Regions from separate parts of the Oryctolagus cuniculus genome. Here region 2 is linked to region 1. A link is a contact called in public Hi-C data. All regions are on one chromosome and are shown on one strand. The core of a region is the stretch at or near the end of the contact, and the rest is flanking DNA. Distances in the headings are between cores, read along the strand shown. Region 1 overlaps MOB3B (MOB kinase activator 3B). Region 2 holds the start of MOB3B (MOB kinase activator 3B).

Region 1 (2,948 bases), core at 270-2,769:
GTAACAGGTGTGAGGAGACAGAATCCTCTAGATGAAGAGCCTAATGCAATATCTGGAACCACTGCTTTTTTCTGAAACTGCTTGTGTCCTTGCACGTGGCAAGACCTCAACAGCAGGTGTCACACAACGATGGGGGTGCTGAGTACAGAGGAGCAGATGTGGGATTGCTTCCTGCAAGGCCCTCCCCTAGGTGTTTCACTTCCTACCCAGCCTCCTGTCTTCCTTACACCATGCACCAGCGGTGGGTGTGTGGGTGGGAACAGGACAGAGCCAAGAGGAAAACTGCAAATTCCAGAGACACATTACAAAGATAGGCAGCGTGGCCCAAGGAGTGTCCCATGGATCATGATCGCTTGAAGACAGCAAGGAGCGATAACAAACGAGAAAAATGTCCTTCAGCTAAATGCAGGTACACTGGGCGGGCTGCAGAGTCAAACTGGTTTCTTTCTCGGAGGACTTCTCAGGGCCTTGACGCTGCTCTTGGACGTGTTGAGTCCTCAAACATGGAGCTGATGCCTTCTCTTGTAATCTCAATTGGCAAGGGAAAGAAGTCTCTTTTCACTGCGCGTCACCACTCGGGGCAGCATTTTGAGGAGCATTCTTGGCAAACCGCACTCGTTAGCTTTTTTTTCCTCCTTTGCTGTAATTTCCCACTCCACTGAGCTAAGTCCCAGTCCTAGAAGAGCTCAGAAGTGCTTGAAATAGCCACTACTCCACCTTGAGGGCAACTGCCACCACCAAGCCACTGCCCGGCAACCAGCAGGAGTGACACCATCTGGGAGCAAAATGAACACTCTGGAGTCCAAGCCTCTCAGATGAACAGAATCAGAATTCCCATTTTAGCAAGCTCCCCAGGCGACTGGTATGTGCATTAAAGTTTGAGGTGGAGACTGAAGGAGCTTAGTACTAGGCACTCCGCTCATCATTCTGCTCAGTACAGCTGGAGTGAGGCACATCTTACAATTCCACCTCCAGGAGATTCTGAAGTGTGTGTGCGCGTACAACAGTTGGTTTCACAGCAACAGTCCTACAAGGTAGGTGATGGTATAGTAAGAAAATAAGAGCCCTGGAGAGAGAATGGGAAGGTCCTGAACCAAGGTCACCCAGGGGTCAGCAGGTGCATTAGGGTGAACAAGCACCCTCCTGTCTGCCCTGCCTACCTCACCAGTTTCCTCCCCCTGCCCTAATCAGCACTTCATTCATAGCTACTGCATTGTCAACAGCTCTCTCTCTGAATCTGCTTTTGTTTTTTAGTGAAAGGACAACAAAACACTGCTGGCTCTTTGTGCTTGCTAATGATAATTCTGATTAGCTCAATTCTGTCAGCTGATTCCCAGACAGCCGAGGGCCGACAGCAGCCTGTGTGTTCAATCGGAGCTTGGCCCATTTTCTAATTACCAGGATCATTTGGGCTCCTTTCCTCCAACTGTAAACTTGCTTGGTTCAAGTCATCTTCAGCTGTTGCATTTACATGAGAAATGGATGAGCTGTCACGTCTGTCTGTGGCTGTCAGGGTGCCAGCCTCCCCCTCCCTACTGGAGACCAAGTGAAATGCTTTAGGTTTCTTTGGGTTCCCAGGCTGTGGGCTACAGCAGGTCCCAGTGGGAGCCACATGGCAAGGCCTGATGGACATATGGCCTTCACAGGGCTGGTCACAGTGACCTCTTCTCAACTTGTGAATTCCTAACTGCCTTCCCACTTAGAGTCCTGATACAAGGACCAATCATCCAGTTTGCTCTGGACCAAGGGTTTTCTCAGCTCACAGGACTCTCAGTGCCAAAGTTTGGAGGGCTGGCCACTCTACACTCAGTGCACCAGGACACAAAGTCTGAGACAATTCCACATTTCCTAAGCAATCCATTTGAAATCTGGAACAAAGAATAACTCAAGAGTTGAAGCCCCATCTTTAGTAGGCCTAATGCATATGGTGCATCTTTCACTGCTCTCTTTTAACCTCTACTGCTGATTAGAGAGGCTGAAGCATGATTTATAAGGAAAGAGACATGTAGAGGTTGGCAGGCATGCTCTGAGATGAAGGTGGGACCAGTGAAGGAATGGCTGGTGTTTTATCCCTTTGAATGAGGTTCATCACCCTTACAATAGTCTTCCTAATTAAAAAACATATTAATCATTTGTTATCCACTAGACACTATGGGCACTGCAGGCACATGTGCTTACAATCCCAGCCACTAAGGAGCTGACAATTATGTGGGAGCGACTGATATTAATACAAGTAGCTACATCTGCAAAAAGCTATCTAGGATGCCACTAAGATAGCAAAAGGCTATTGGGAGCCAGGGAAGAGAGAATTAGGGTACTTCTGTTTAAATATATGACAGTCACTTTGTTCATCTTCTCATTTAACAGCTAACATTTCTTGGGCCATTACCATGTGACTAACATTTAATTTTCTCCATTATTACACCCATTCTGTGCATGAGGAAAAAGAGTATCCCTCCTACCCATGAATAGGATACTTAGCAGCATCACACAAAAGCAAGCAGGTGGGCCCTGGGAACACAGGAGTGAGGCTGTGCACTATAGGTGCACAGCAGACAGATAAATGAGGTGGGGTCTCTGAGCTCCACACTGTTGAACAGAAGGAATGTCCCACTGGAAGTGTGGGAACTCTGGGAATGCTGATGTTCTAAAGGAAACTGGCTGGACAAACGCTGCCCTCTGGCCCTTGCTGCATTAGATCCTAAAGCATGTGTAACTAGAATGTGAAGCCAAATGCCTGACTTCTGCATCATCCTTCAAGGGCTGAAAATGGGTCACATTCATTATATTTTTTTAGATTGCACTGTAAAATTTTTGAGAGTTTTTTTTTAAATGAGTATAAAACATCTGAACAAGCTGTGGATATATATGGCACTTGGCATATGTAGATCAAAAATGTGTTCCTTTGATATGCTATGCCTAACTTCAATGTGTACATTATGACAGTA
Region 2 (2,948 bases), core at 213-2,712, 170 kb after region 1:
TGGCAGCACCCAGCCACACCGCTTTCGCAGGGAGACTGAAATGGAACCAGCCACTGGACACCCTGGGGCGGGGCGGAACCTCCTTTCCACTCTCTCGAAAGCAGCACCCTTTTCAAACTTGCGCCCTTTGCGGCGCGCCTGGGATAAGATCTGAAAAATGCGCCCTGGGCCACAGGCAGCCGAGGAGGCGGAGAAGGGACCACTTTCCCTCCGCCCTCCTAACCACAGGGCCTCGGCTGGGGCGGCCTCTCTAGGGTCGGGCTCCTCTCTCCCTCGGCCCGGATCCCCAACCCGGGCGGGCCAAGCGGCTGGCGCGGGAGGCACGGGGGACCGGGGAGAGGGGCGACAGAGGGGCTTCTTTCGCTTCCCAAGCCTCGCCAGATGTTGGAAAGGCAAACAATGGGAGAAACGCGGAGAAACAAAAGGCCATTCGCCGCGACCACAGCCGGCTCAGTAGCGCGGTCCCCGCGGGGAGGGCGCTAGGAGGGGCCCGGGAAGGAGGGTGAGGCGGATCCCGAGGGATTTAAGGTCTCTAGTACCTGCCTGGCGCCAGGGTTCGGCCCTTGACCCTCGCGAGAGGGGTCCGAAAGCGGGGAGGAGCAAGCGAAGAAAAGTTGTGAGGTTTTCCCCCTTCCTCCCCGGTACAGGCAAAGGGAGGGGCTGGCACTGCCGAAGCTTGACAGCTGTTGGCCCAAGAGTTCAGCAGGATTTGTAGGTTCTTAACTCACTACCGCCCTCCACGAAGCACCCGCAAGCCCCGGGGCGACCCGGCTGACGGCGCGGAGTTCCCCGACGCGGCCCCAAGCCCAGCCGGACGCTCAAACGTGATCCCCCTGCCCAAGTGCACTTGCCGAAAAGTTGTTCTCGCCACACACAGCCCAGCTCGGCACCCCGCACCCATCTGCGGTTCCGGACCGTGGGAGGCGTTTTCGCTCAGATCTTGTAAAGTCAAGGCCACGGATCCCGCGGTGGGAACTCGACCCTCGCTCCTGCCCGGGTACTGCGCCCAGGGAGCCGGCCGGCAGCCACGGCTGGGGCTCGGTTTTAAAGCGGGCTCTGGCCCCGGAAGCCCCGGGGACTGAGGGCAGGAGAGAAGGGTCCGACACCACCCCCACTCCCCTGTTGCACCCGCCCCAGGTGTACCCCATACCTCTGCCCGCCTGGGCGCGAACGGGAGCGAGGAGCTGCCGGGCTGCGCCGCCTTCCGTCGCCCGGAGCGGTTCTCTCTCACCGCGGGGATTTACCTTCGAGCCAGGGCCCTGTCGGCTCCCTTCACTGGATCAGCTGCAGGCGGCGCGAGAGAAAAGCAGTGAACTCGGGCAGGAGGGGAGACGCTTGCGGATCCACACGAGGGGCTCTGGGGCCAGCGCCCGGGCTCCCGCTGCAGCCGCTGCGACTCCAAAGCAGCCCCAACATGCGCCCAGCGCGCCGCACAGCCCGCCGGGGCTTGACGAGCAGCGTGCGGGACGCCGAGCGGGGACCCCTGGCGGCCGCCTGCGGGACGGCAGCTCTGTGGGTGAGCCTTCAGGATAGTGTTGCCTCGGGCAAGTTACAGGATGTGGGCCTTGTGTGGGGGCTCCCAACTTTGCAGAAAAGACGCTGACCCTTGGGCCAGGGCGGCGAGGAAGATGTTACTTGAGAAAGGAGGCGTTGGATCCACCGCGGCCACTTCCAGACCACCTAGAGAGGAAAGTGTTCCTAGTTCATAGTAGGAGTCATCAAATGCCAGCTCCCTGGTGTCCTGAGAGAAAGAACTGGGTCTTCCTGATCCTTCTGTAGCGTGTCATGCATATTGCCTGAGGAGTAACAAACGACTAAGAATTGCGTTTTAAGGGTCTGTGTTGGAGCTACTTGGAATCTGCATCATGTATCTGAGTGCCTGTGTTTGGGTCCTGGTTCCATTTCAGCCTCCTGTAATGTGCACCCTCGGCAGCAGCAGGTGATGGTTCCCCCGCACTCAGGTGAGAGACCCTGATCAATTAGCTCCTGGCTCATGTGGCCCAGCCCTGGCTGTTACAGGCATTGGGGGTGGGGGTGGGGGTGAACCAACACATGAAAACTCTCTCTGCCTTTGAAATAAATAATTAATAAATACTTTTTTAAATTGCCTTTTACAATTTTTAGGCACACTTTCAAGAGACATGGAAATACATTAAGTAGAATTTAGGATATATGGAAAAAACATGGCTCCCAAAAGAAGCTTCCACAACTACTAAATGAGACTCCAAAAGCCCACATATCTTTTGTGATGGCTGGTCATCTCTGATATTGCAAGCATTTTATTAAATACCATTCGCCATTGGTTTCCACCAGGATCGTATGACTCTATTTAATTCTGCATTATTTGGGCAGGGAAATATATTAATGACTATGAATTTAGAACTCTGCCAGATACAAAGATGCAGCCACCAAGCAATATTCCTGTGCATCCCTGAGAAGTGCAACCTCATTTCCAGACAGCCCTAATCTTCAGATGCTCAAACCCCAGTCACTGCACTCAAAGCTGCTTTTGTTCTTTGGTGCGCATGACAATCAGAGAGCCCTTCATTATCTAGCACAATTAGGATGGAAATGGCCCTTAATTATTCCAGTTTACCTTTATTAGTCCTGCTGTCTCCCTCTCTGGCCGCTAATTGGGAGGAGGCAGTTGCCTGCCCTGGGATTCTCATTACACGGATCTTTCTTTCCTGTTAAGAGAGGAAGAAGAAGGTTTCTTGTCTCAGAAACGAAAGCGAAACATTGAGATCCAACTTTTGCTCTCAGATTCATGCTCACCTGTCAGGTGCAAATGCAAAGGTCATTGGCAGGGATGGCCGGCGCCGCGGCTCACTAGGCTAATCCTCCGCCTTGCGGTGCCGGCACACTGGGTTCTAGTCCCAGTCGGGGCGCCGGATTCTGTCCCGGTTGCCCCTCTTCCAGGCCAGCTCTCTGCTGTGGCCAGGGAGTGC

The links. Hi-C and Micro-C count contacts between places; a contact is called where the count stands out from the background.
Region 2: a Hi-C map of skin fibroblasts shows a contact between it and region 1, with 2.6 times the contacts expected there. The contact joins the promoter of MOB3B here to the enhancer-like site in region 1. A contact is called at or near these places in 6 of 6 Hi-C or Micro-C datasets (ear pinna, embryonic fibroblasts, liver and 3 more).

The regions. Positions count from the first base shown.
Region 1 is chr1:190,644,767-190,647,714 of mOryCun1.1, forward strand. The region is part of intron 3 of MOB3B (MOB kinase activator 3B); the gene reads right to left. Among named protein-coding and RNA genes, the nearest start is that of EQTN, 55 kb to the left of the region's middle. Within about 2 kb of position 1,520, at least 1 of the 8 cell types and tissues checked has an H3K27ac peak or open chromatin away from gene starts, as enhancers often do.
Region 2 is chr1:190,811,634-190,814,581 of mOryCun1.1, forward strand. MOB3B (MOB kinase activator 3B) reads right to left here and starts at 1,463. Exons shown (of 4, transcript XM_008250610.4): 1 at 1,151-1,463.